Linked DNA regions of Sus scrofa: regions 1, 2 and 4 are each linked to region 3. A link is a contact called in public HiChIP or PLAC-seq and promoter capture Hi-C data. All regions are on one chromosome and are shown on one strand. Each heading gives the region's core, a stretch centred on a gene start, on an enhancer-like site or on the middle of the called end of the contact. The rest is flanking DNA. Distances are from core to core; before and after follow the strand shown. Region 1 overlaps WWTR1 (WW domain-containing transcription regulator protein 1). Region 2 overlaps WWTR1 (WW domain-containing transcription regulator protein 1). Region 3 holds the start of WWTR1 (WW domain-containing transcription regulator protein 1). Region 4 overlaps WWTR1 (WW domain-containing transcription regulator protein 1).

What was found. Promoter capture Hi-C pulls out the DNA fragments that hold promoters and counts their contacts. HiChIP or PLAC-seq counts read pairs in DNA pulled down with a chosen protein or histone mark.
Region 1: an H3K27ac HiChIP or PLAC-seq map of skeletal muscle shows a contact between it and region 3. The contact joins the enhancer-like site here to the promoter of WWTR1 in region 3. A contact is called at or near these places in 11 of 47 Hi-C or Micro-C datasets (alveolar macrophages, embryonic fibroblasts, fetal skeletal muscle and 5 more) and 1 of 2 datasets of contacts at active chromatin or transcription factors (skeletal muscle).
Region 2: an H3K27ac HiChIP or PLAC-seq map of skeletal muscle shows a contact between it and region 3. The contact joins the enhancer-like site here to the promoter of WWTR1 in region 3. A contact is called at or near these places in 2 of 5 promoter capture datasets (fetal skeletal muscle and liver), 4 of 47 Hi-C or Micro-C datasets (embryonic fibroblasts, heart right ventricle, retroperitoneal adipose tissue and 1 more) and 1 of 2 datasets of contacts at active chromatin or transcription factors (skeletal muscle).
Region 4: a promoter capture Hi-C map of liver shows a contact between it and region 3, with 5 times the contacts expected there. The contact joins the enhancer-like site here to the promoter of WWTR1 in region 3. A contact is called at or near these places in 2 of 5 promoter capture datasets (fetal liver and liver), 9 of 47 Hi-C or Micro-C datasets (alveolar macrophages, embryonic fibroblasts, fibroblasts and 3 more) and 2 of 2 datasets of contacts at active chromatin or transcription factors (alveolar macrophages and skeletal muscle).

What each region holds. Positions count from the first base shown.
Region 1 is chr13:89,813,238-89,815,937 of Sscrofa11.1, reverse strand. All of the region lies in intron 3 of WWTR1 (WW domain-containing transcription regulator protein 1), which reads left to right. Among named protein-coding and RNA genes, the nearest start is that of WWTR1, 75 kb to the left of the region's middle. Within about 2 kb of position 1,412, at least 8 of the 83 cell types and tissues checked have an H3K27ac peak or open chromatin away from gene starts, as enhancers often do. A contact at or near this core is called in retroperitoneal adipose tissue and skeletal muscle, where this site is marked.
Region 2 is chr13:89,762,778-89,765,477 of Sscrofa11.1, reverse strand. All of the region lies in intron 5 of WWTR1 (WW domain-containing transcription regulator protein 1), which reads left to right. Among named protein-coding and RNA genes, the nearest start is that of TM4SF4, 63 kb to the right of the region's middle. Within about 2 kb of position 1,302, at least 50 of the 83 cell types and tissues checked have an H3K27ac peak or open chromatin away from gene starts, as enhancers often do. A contact at or near this core is called in embryonic fibroblasts, fetal skeletal muscle, liver and 2 more, where this site is marked.
Region 3 is chr13:89,887,986-89,890,807 of Sscrofa11.1, reverse strand. WWTR1 (WW domain-containing transcription regulator protein 1) reads left to right here and starts at 1,261. Exons shown (of 8, transcript XM_013992351.2): 1 at 1,261-1,442; 2 at 1,618-2,002; 3 at 2,005-2,050. The coding sequence starts at 1,621.
Region 4 is chr13:89,794,163-89,797,004 of Sscrofa11.1, reverse strand. All of the region lies in intron 4 of WWTR1 (WW domain-containing transcription regulator protein 1), which reads left to right. Among named protein-coding and RNA genes, the nearest start is that of WWTR1, 94 kb to the left of the region's middle. Within about 2 kb of position 1,479, at least 5 of the 83 cell types and tissues checked have an H3K27ac peak or open chromatin away from gene starts, as enhancers often do. A contact at or near this core is called in fetal liver and liver, where this site is marked.

The sequences.
Region 1 (2,700 bases), core at 163-2,662, 75 kb after region 3:
AGATGATTATTCTAGTGTTACTTTTCAGTCAGAACTAACTTTTTTTTTTTTTTTTTTTTTTTGTCTTATTTGCTATTTCTTTGGGCCGCTTCCGCGGCATATGGAGGTTCCCAGGCTAGGTGTCGAATCGGAGCTGTAGCTGCTGGCCTACGCCAGAGCCACAGCAACATGGGATCCGAGCCGCGTCTGCAACCTACACCACAGCTCACGGCAATGCTGGATCCTTAACTCACTGAGCGAGGCCAGGGACCAAACCCACAACCTCATGGTTCCTAGTCGGATTCGTTAACCACTGTGCCACGATGGGAACTCCAGAACTAACTTTGAAAAAAATATGACAGTTGGTGAATCTGTAGATGGGAGTACCATGTATATTCCTGAAAGTTTCCTAACTTTATACCAAAATTAAAATTACATACATATTAATAAACTTTTTAAAAAGTGAAAATTAACACCAGCTACTTAAGTGAAAAACAATGGGGTTTGGATGAGGAAATAAGTCATAAAAAAATTGAAACTTATGCATATTTCTATTCTTTGTTAAATTCAAAAGATTAAAGCAATAGTATATTTTTGATTAACATATACCTGTGCATACAAAGCTAACTGTCTTGGGAGTTTTCATTAACATACTTTGTATAAATCTATGGTACTTTTCTGGCCTTGGAACTTCCACATGCTGTGGGTGTGGTCAAAAACAAACAAACAAAACTATAGTACTTTTTAGGCTAAATTTGTTTTTCCATTTTGTTGAGTCACAGAAGCTTCAAGTCTTCTTGTATTTCTGTACCCGATCTGTACCCCTGCATTTTGGGGTAAACCATGGGGAATGAATTATTGTTACTCTGTAAATGATTAAAAAATGAAATTAGTGTAAAACTTTTTTTTTTTTTTTTTTTTTTTTTTTAAGGCCACACCCATGGCATATAGAAGTTCCCAGTCTAGGGGTCAAATCAGAACGGCAGCTGCTGGCCTTCGCCACAGCAATGCAGGATTCAAGCAGCATCTGCAACCTACTCCACAACTTGAGGCAATGCCAGGTTCTTAACCCACTGAGTGGGGCCAGGGATTGAAACCACATCCTCAAGGACACAACTGTTGGGTTCTTAACCCTCTGAGCCACAGTGGGAACTCTCAATGTAAAACTTCTTGAGCATTTTTGTGAGGAAGAATGGAAAGCCATCAGATAGATAGTCTTTTTCTAGTATTCAGCCTTCTACTTTTCACTTCAAGCTGAAATCCTTTCTACTTTAAACATGAGGCTGAGTCTTGTGCTGACATGGCACACTCATCACTGCTGAAAATGCCTAATGAGAGAGTGAATGGAATCTCAGATTTGGCCTTTTCTTACACTAGTTCTGAGAGTTATTATTATTAGAATGCGGGATGGAGTTCGGTGATGGCTCAGCGGGTTAAGGATCTGGCGTTGTCACTGCTGTGGCAAGGGTTGCCGCTGTGGCACAAGCTCTGTCCCTGGCCCTGGAACTTCCTTCCATAGGCCGTGGGTGTGTCCTGAAAAAGAAAATAGAATGTGTGGGGTGGGGCGTGTATGAAGGAGCCACAGAGGCTGGTGGTTTGCTAGTTCTTTTGTGTTTTGAGACTATTTTTGTCTCTAGATCAATTATTACTCAGCTACTCCATGTAAAGTCAAATACGTCTGTAGTTTTTTGCAGTGAATTGATGTCCGCAATTATTTGCCCCCATTTCTTTGGGTTCATTTTTCCATAGGCTGTTTGCTGATTTTTGCATTGGAAATAGTCAGATCTTTTTAAACAGTTGGGAAAGGTTTTCATAAGAGAAAGAAGGGGAATTAATATTTATCGAGTGTCGTGTGTGTCTGGCACTGTGTGGGTGTTTCGCTTTTGTCATTGGATGAAATATTCAGAACAGCCTCATGAAAAGGATGTTCTTATGCCCATTTTACAGTGGAGGAAACAGGCGTGGAGATGCTAAGTGAAGTTTCAGCGGTCTCTTAACTGGTTAATAGCAGAGGCAAAGTTTAAAACCACTGTGCCACTGCCTCTTTTGGGTGATGCTTTCAACCAACGATGCCCAGAAATACATGTAAAGAGACATTGTGGGCTGGGTTTACAGGAAACACAAGCTCTGTTGCCCAGTGATTATCTTCAACGCCCCCAGTGTCCCTCTCCCCTCCCTGCCTTCGGAAGCCTAACTCAACCCCCCTTTTTTGTCTTCGATCCTCCAAATTGTTTCTTGTGAAATGAGAGGTTGGCTCTGAAAAGCACTTCCAGTCTTTTTCCAGACTGGAATTGTGTTTCGTGCCAGTCTTTCCTCTAGTTCCACATGTCTTGTCTTTCAAACGTGCAGAAAGTGACTGACGACCAGGGCCCAGGGTGGTTCATCCGTTTCCCAGAATTAAAAAAAAAAACAAAAAACAAAACCAACAAAAAGTAATAGACTCTCCCCACATGAATAAAGAAGAAACTAAACTGACCTCAAAGAATTTTTGGTTTTGGGCTTTGCCCTCTTTGTGCAAGTGACATTTAATTCATTTGGCCCCATTAGAACAAGCAGTGTGTCAGTGTCCCACTTAAGAACAACTGGAAAAACAACACGTTGGAACATGTGTTGGGCACAGAGAGCCTGGAAAAACAATTTTCAAAGTATTTGAGCATTTAAAGTAGCTCGGTGGCTTAAAAAAAATTCTTTCAAAAACTGATTGCAAGATTAAAGCTGTTT
Region 2 (2,700 bases), core at 53-2,552, 130 kb after region 3:
TACAGGACCTCAGGGAGAAATGCTGTCCAGATTTGCTTGCAGAGGCTCACATAGTTCAGCTTTGAGTGTGTGTGTGTGTGTGTGTGTGTGTGTGTGTGTGTGTGTGTGTAGTTAGGGGAGGAGTCCAGATGAAATGGATGGTTATGATGTCTTTTTATCTTTATTATGGAATATAGGGAAAAAGACCTAAAAGAGACTTTTTTTTTTTTTTTTTTTTTAAATCTTGGAAGATATTTTCCCCCATCTAGAAGCAGCTGCTCCTCCCGGTCAAAGATATTATTTGAGGCCATATGATAAATGGTGTTGGGGTGTTTGATAGTTTTGATAGTTTTCTGGGGCACTTGCCAAGATGTCGGATTGTTCATGTGTGGATTATGTGTATCCCCTTGGTGGAGTTTTGTTGTTTTATTTTTCCTCTTTTTCTTTTGGTGGTTTTCACATCAGCCATACTATTTGCACTTAAACCAGGGTGGGAGCAGGGAAATGGACGGGAAGTAGAAGTGATATTTGGCTCACCTGCTTAGACACAGTTCTGTGGCTTGGCTGAGGTGGCTGTTTCACAACTGTATTGTGTATTTATCAAAATTTAGAATTGTCCAAATGGTATGGTTTGTTATCTCTCTCTCTCTCTTTTTCAATATACTGGGAAGTCATGTATTTATTCTGTAGCAGCCATGGAAGTTGTCCTGTGGGTTTGGACGTACCTATTCTAAGCTGCCTGGAATCCTTTCTACAACAAGGCTGGACATAAATTTTAAGATACCATGCCCACAAGACTATAGAATATTCTGCTGCTGCAGCTTAAAAATCAACACAATATTTGCTCAGTATCATAAAGGGCATGTTTACAACTTTACCCAATGAAATGGAAAATTTTAGTAACTGGTAAGAAATTGAGAAACAGGCTTCGCAGTCCCTATTTACCCCTCTGAAAGAAAAATTCCTTGACAGGAAAACAGACTTCTTGGCTCTATCTAAGCAGAGTTTGTCACTGTATTATTCATTTAAATATGAAGCTGGGGGTGTGCTTCTGCCTCAGAGATAATTATAACCTCAAGGACTTCCTGTCAGCTCCCAGGGAAGAGCCTTAAGTGGAGAAGCCTTCACTCCCGTTGTTGAGAAACCGTTATTACTCCCAGGCAGACTCAGCACTGCTTTTACCCCCATCCGTCCCTTAATTGGGGCCCAGTGGACAGGAGAAAGCAGCCTGTCAAACAAATCTGCTGACTCAGCCTGGCCTCTGGTTACCAGGGCAACAGTGACAAGGGGAGAGGGTTTGGGCGGGAGGCCCTGGAATTCTTTTGGCAGGTTTCACGGATTTCAGGGTCTTGACAGCCACTACCGGGGCTGGCTGGCCAGCTGGCTGCCTTCTCGAAGCCATTCCTGACCAAGGGCCCCAGGGAGGGACACACCCGGCTGTGAGCAGCTCTGGTCCAGGGAAGGCTCTGAGGTCTGTTTTTTGTCATGTGAAGAATAGCTATTGAGAGAGGTTAAAAAGTGTCATATCATAGCATAAATAGCAGCTGTTTCAGTCTTTCCTTCAGCCCATGGGGCCATAGTTTTCCTTTTAGAAAAGCATTTCAGGGAATTAGGTTTCAGGGTTGACTGGGCTCGTCAGCAGTCATGTTGTCCACCCAGAATGTGGCTCCCTCTGAAGTAGCCTGACCATTTATGTTCATTCATTTATTTGTGCAACATGCTGTAGGCACTAAATGCTCAGCAGTGCATTTAGGCTTGGTCCCTACCCTCTTAGAGCTTTCGTTCTAACTGCTGTCAGTGTTTTATTTGCCTACAGGTCCCAGAAAGAATCCATTTTCTAAAAAAATACCAATTCTTTTTCAAAGGATCCCTTTGAAAGATGTTATAAACCAGAACACATTTTCATTTTTATTTATGTATTTTTCAATTTTTATTTGTTTTCTCTACAATGTTTTAAAAATTACTGAAGTATAGTTGATTTACAATGTTGTGTTAGTTTCAGGTGTACAGCACAGTGATTCAGCTATATTCTTTTTAAGATTCTTTTTCAGGTTCTTTTCCCTTATAGGTTACTACAATTCTGTATACAATTTTTAAAGGTTACTTTCCATTTACAGTTATTGTAAAATATTCGCTATATTCCGCATTTCGTACAGTACATCCTCGAGCCTATCTTACATCCAGTAGTTTGTATCTCACCCTCCCTCCCCTCCCCTCCCACTGGTAACCACTAGTTTCTTCTCTATATCTGTGAGACTGCTTCTTTTTTGTTATATTCACTAGTTTGTTGTATTTCTTAGATTCTATATAGAAGTGACATCACACAGTGTTTGCCTTTGTCTGACTTATTTCACTTAGCATAATGCCCTCAAGGACCATTCATGCTGTTGCAAATGGCAAAAATTTCATTCTTTTTTATGACTGAGTAATTAGTACAAATACACTTTTTAAAATGAGGTTCACCAAGTGTGCACAAAGGAAAAGCAGCTTCTTTTTTCCTGATTTTGATAAGATCACTGAGGTATGAAGAAATATTCCATCTCCAAATCCATTCAGCTATTTTTAAAATTACATTAATTTTTTTATGCAGGATTATTTTTTAAGTACAAAGACTTTCCCAGTCACGTCTCTTAGAGATTTTTTTTTTTTTTTTGTCTTTTTAGGGCCGCACCCACAGCATATGGAGGTTCCCAGGCTAGGGGTCGGATCAGAGCTACAGCT
Region 3 (2,822 bases), core at 12-2,511:
TCACTGGCGCACCCTTTCTACTCCCAGCCACCTGCTCTGGTTCCATCCCGGCTCCAGGCTCTTCGGAGGGCGTCAGGGACATTCCAATCCTCCCACTAACCCGCGCGGATGTCTCTGGAGAGAGGGGGGCGCAATTGCTCTCCTTTTCCAGCGCCCAGCTCTGGCTAGGTTTCTTCTCAATTCCTAGTAACTCGAGTCACCCCGGAGAGGAAAAAAAGGATTGATAAAAGGTTTGAAGATTGTTTGTTTACAATGAACCAGTTGACGAAGCCCCATCCCTAACGACAGAAGCACTTTCTGTGAGCCGTCTACGCACGAGCAGACAATTGAAAGCCAAACTGCCGAGGTGCCTCCTCGCCAGACCAAATATGGTCACGAGCTCTCAGCAGCCTCCCTTGGAAATGCTGGCCTCGTTGGTGTCTACTCGAGTCGGGGCGCACCCAGGCCCGCCCTATGGGTCAGTCCCGGGATCCTGTGCTCAAAACTTCGGCACGGCACCCTGCATGAAGAGAGGGAGCGGCGCCTAGGACAGGCCCTTCCTCGATCTGGGCCCCTCACCCTCGTGCCCTCCGCCGCCCCCAGCCTTGGTTTCGGTCCGCAAGTCCTTGATTAAACAGGCTCGGGCCACTTTCCCTTTGATCCCGCCCCAAGTCCGTGGTAAACTCAAAGGAATGCAGATCCAGGGCTCCGCGGGAGAGGTCCGCGCGACCAGGAGGAGTGGGTGGGGGGTACCCGGCTCCTCTTACCCTGCAAAGTACCCAGCAAGCCCAGGGTTTTCTGCAGCCGGGGTGGAAAGAGGAGGAGGAAGGGGAGGGACGAGCGGGGGCAGGCAGCCTCTGGACTTGGAGGTCATGCATAATTCAACAGCTCAACTTTCGGGCCCGCCTCTTTCCTGGGAGTGGGAGTTTGCTCCAAACTTTGTTTATGGGACAGTCGGGGATCCGCGGCAGCCGCTGAGTCTGCTTCACCTCCGCCTCCTCTCGGAGCGCGAGCGCCTGAGGCCAGTTCGGGGGATGTGAGAGCCGAAGCCCCTAGGCTGCCAGGCACCGAGTCGGGTCGGAATTTGCCAGCCGGGCCCCGGCTCCAGCCCTGCAAGTTCGGAACGCACCCGAGTGACCCAGGCCCGACTGCGAGTTCGGGCGGAACGGCGGCCGCCGCACGCCCAGACTCGGCTTCTCTGCGCGCCCAGGTAGTGCCCGCTGGCGCGCGCCCGTTCACCCGGCACCACTCCAGGGCGCTTGGCTCCTCGGGTTCCGGAGGCGAGATATCTCGGAGTTGGCTCGGTTGAAACTTTTTTGGGGGCTGCCTGCCCTGGAAAGTTTCGACCTGTCCTTTGCCACTAGCAGTTCAGCCGCGTCTCCAGGGCAGTTAACTTCCAGCAGTGCCCTCCCCCCCTTTTCCTGGTAACTTCTGGGCTTCAAGAAAGTTGCATAATTCTCGAGGTTAGAAGGGACCCCTCCCCCATCCGGCTGGTCTTACTGATGGGTGTCTGGGGTCTCGAGGAGGACCCCTATGTGTCTCCTTTCTTTTCTTTTGATTCTACCCCCGCGCCCGCCCTGTACCCCTTTCTTCAACCTTACATAAAAAAGGTTAATCCGACTTCTTTTCTCCTTACAGAAGATGAATCCGGCCTCGGCACCCCCTCCGCTCCCGCCACCCGGGCAGCAAGTGATCCACGTCACTCAAGACCTAGACACGGACCTGGAAGCCCTCTTCAACTCCGTGATGAACCCCAAGCCCAGCTCTTGGCGGAAGAAGATCCTGCCTGAGTCGTTCTTCAAGGAGCCTGACTCCGGCTCGCACTCGCGCCAGTCGAGTACCGACTCGTCCGGTGGCCACCCCGGGCCCCGGCTGGCCGGTGGCGCCCAGCACGTCCGCTCGCATTCGTCTCCCGCTTCTCTGCAGCTGGGCACTGGCGCGGGTGCTGCTGGCAACCCGGCGCAGCAGCACGCGCACCTCCGCCAGCAGTCCTATGACGTGACCGACGAGCTGCCCCTGCCCCCGGCTGGGAGATGACCTTCACGGCCACTGGCCAGAGATACTTCCTCAAGTAAGTCAGCCTGGAGCTAGGGGGGACACAGAGTCATGATACTTAGCCCACCCACGCTGGTTCTTGTGCGTGTGTGTGCGTGTGTGCGTGTGTACGTGTGTGTGAAATGAGTGCCCTTCCACGGTTTTTTCCCCAGAGATCTGGGAAGCTTGAAGTAGGGAGTGAATCTCTGGGTATTGGAATTGTAAGAGATCAACTTGTAAGAGTCTGGTGAAGGTCTTACAGAGTCCTGGAAGTCACAAGAGATTCAGGACATGGAGATTCTTCAAAGTAGGAGTAAAAAAAGTGCTTTTTGGAGGATTCTCATGAAACACATAGGTGACTGTCCTTGAATCTGGAGTACCTATGCAGATTGCTGGACCCAAGCTCTAATCCCTTCCCTGCCCCCTCTAATCAGATAATTCAGAGCCTGGTCCATTGGGTTCGAGACACAAATGTAAATGCCAGAAAAGTTCTGAGGCTTGGGGAGGAGAGGGACTCTTCTTAATGTAGGGGTCTGCAGCCTCTCCATTCTTGGGAAAAGCAGGCTGGAAAAGTGAACACTGCCCAGTAAGCCTTACTGTTTCCAGCTGGGTGACATAATGACCACACAGCACCTCTGATGTAATTAGGAACTGCTTGGTGAAGTAGTTGTGGGCTGGACAAATCAATTGTGTGGAAATTGGGTCAGGAGTTTTATTATGTGGCACTTGGTAACCTAAAATACCATCTCATCAGGAGCCTACTTTTTCATTCTTCCCTTCCAGCTTTTTGGTTTAATGAATTTGGAATT
Region 4 (2,842 bases), core at 230-2,729, 94 kb after region 3:
TACAGGGGAGTTCCTGTTGTGGCTTGGCAGAAACGAATCTGACTTGTATCCATGAGGACATGGATTTGATCCCTGGCCTTGCTCAGTGGGTTAAGGATCCAGCATTGCCATAAGCTGTGGTGTAGGTAGCAGACACAGCTCAGATCCCAAGTTGCTATGGCTTGGTGGAAGCTGGCAGCTGCAGCTCCGATTTGAACCCTAGCCTGGGAACCTCCATATGCTGCAGATGTGGCCCTAAAAAAGACGGAAAAAAAAAAAAGCCACTAAATTTTTTTGGAGGAGTGGGAAAAAAATGAAACAAACAAACAAACAAAAGGATTCTGAGTTCCCTGGTGGCACAACCAGTTAATGATGCAGTGTTGTTACTGCTGTGGTGAGGGTTCATCCCCTGGTCTGGAAATTTATGCATGCTGTGGGCACAGCCCAAAAGAAAAAAAGGACTCTACACAGGCATATTATAGTGTATAAAACAATGGGCTTGGGGAAAATGGAACCTGCTAAGGAAATCAGTTAGGTTGTTAGGGTGGTGATGGGGGTGGGTTGGAGAGTCGGAACCTTTTTGGTTAATGGGAAGCCTTGGAGTCAAAACAGTTTCTCTTGGGCTTAACATGGGTCTCATTTTCCTTATTTGTAGTAGGTGATGATGATAGTCTTTCCCCCATGAAATTTGTTTTGAGTAGTTAGGTAGTCCATGCCTTGGTACCTGGCATAGAGAAAGCCCCCAAAGAAATGGATTTTTATAACTATTATAATTAGTTGGTAGCTTGGTTTTTCCTCACTTTTCTGGTCCCTGTGTGGTGGGAGGAAGAGCCTGTGGTGTGTGCCATTAGGAAGCCGTCCTCCTCCTCCTCCCTCAGGAAAACCCAGCCTCGCATCCTGCAACTGTGATCTTTCCGACGTTTGCTTACATGTTGCAAAAATCACCTTTAACCCCAGCTAGCAAGCACAGTGAGTTTGGGCAGAGAAGGTTCACTTAGAAACTTCTCCCTCTGCAAGCATGACAACATCAAAGTGTTCCCATTTCTCAGCACAACAGTACTGACCTTGTGCAATAACTTCACATCTCTCCAGAAGTTCCCGTCGTAGCTCAGTGGTAATGAACCTGACGGGTATCCATGAGGATGTGGGTTCCATCCCTGGCCTTGCTCAGTGGGTGAGGGATCCTGCATTGCTGTGAGCTGTGGTATAGGTTGAAGACGCAGCTTGGATCTGGCATTGCTGTGGTTGTGGCATAGACTGGCAGCTAAAGCTGACTTGACCCCTAGCTTGGGAACCCCTAGTGCTGTGGGTGTGGCCCTAAAAAGACAAAAAACAAACAAACAAGCAAACAAAAGCAAAACAAAACCTCTCCATATTTTAAAATGTTTTCAACCAGAGAAAGTAACAATTTTGCCTTTTCAGTGATAATCCTGGCGATCATAAACCATGGTGTGCTGGGCCCTGTCACACATTAACGGGCCTCTTTGTTGGAACAAGGTCCCAACCTGGGGTGCCAGTCTCCTCCCAGACAGGACAGGAAAAATAAAGACTGTGTAACAACTTCACCAGACTGCCAGCCCTAGCCAGTTTAGAAACTTCTGGTAAAGTGCAGCCAGAGTGTATTTTTAATGCTATAGGAATTTTTAAAATATCACACACTCACACACACACTCCCCCTTTGAAGATGTGCCATCCACCAAGCCAGAGTCTCTCCTCCGGGTCTGTCTTGATCTGTATTTCAAATTATAAGCACATGTGTGGTTGTCTTGCTGTCTTTTTTTCTTTTTCTTTTTTACAGGGTATGCTTTTCAAGACAAGATGGAAAAATCTTGTCTTTGCTCAGTTTGCAAAGTTGGCTCATTCATCCCTCTAGGAAGTGTACAAAGACACTTGAAGACATTTTATCAAAAGCAAATAAAATAGCTAAGGGACACCTCAGCCGGGTGTTGTTGGAAGCCTGTAGAAAGGTATCCTGAAAGTTTGCTGAAAGTCAGATTTATATGTAGGCCATCTTAATATTTCCTTTTCCCAGTAGTTTTTTTTCTGATAAAATTTATGTGGTGAGTTTGTGGCAGACACATCTGGCTACCGTGATTTTTCCAGCTCCAATGGTCTCACTGCTTTTTGAACTTTGTGGTTTCTGCAGCATAAATTAGCCTAACACACACAAGCACATACACACAGAAACCCAGAGACAAACTGTAAAACCTCCACTTAAGGGGCAGGGTGGGAGTGATGGGTAGGATTGCTGTAGTGGAAAATGGTTCTTTATGGAAAAAAAGGAAGACTGGTGGGCACAGGCAAAAGGGGGTGTTCTAGATTAAAAATTTTTTTTTTCTTGATTAAAAAAAGAGAGAACAGGGAGTTCCTCTTGTGGCTCAGTGGGTTAAGAACCCGACATAGTGTCTATGAGGATACGGGTTTGATCCTGGCCTCGTTCAGTGGGTTAGGGATCTGGCTCTGGTGTTAACATAAGCAGCCATGTAGAATAAATGTATTGAGCAAATCAATTATGTATTTTTAGATATTGATAGTGATTATAGTAAGACTTTTGAATTGGAGGTGGTCCCCTTAATTTTCTCTGTAATATGGTGATATTAGTTTTATAATAGCCAAAAGGGGCAAAAAAGGAGAACCATTGGTGTCTTGAGCTTTCTTTATGGTGGGAGAGGAGGGTGGGGTGTTGGGAAGAAGGCTCCAGGCCCTGTGCAGTGTAGACAAAGCCATGAATTGTCAAGCTTCTGCAGCTGACCCAGTCTGCCTTGGCAAACAAGTCATTTTCTAGTCTCTAAGATCAGTGTTTCTTCAAGTGGGGGTCCATGCCTAGCACAGGGTGGATCCATTTGACCATTTGTTAACCATA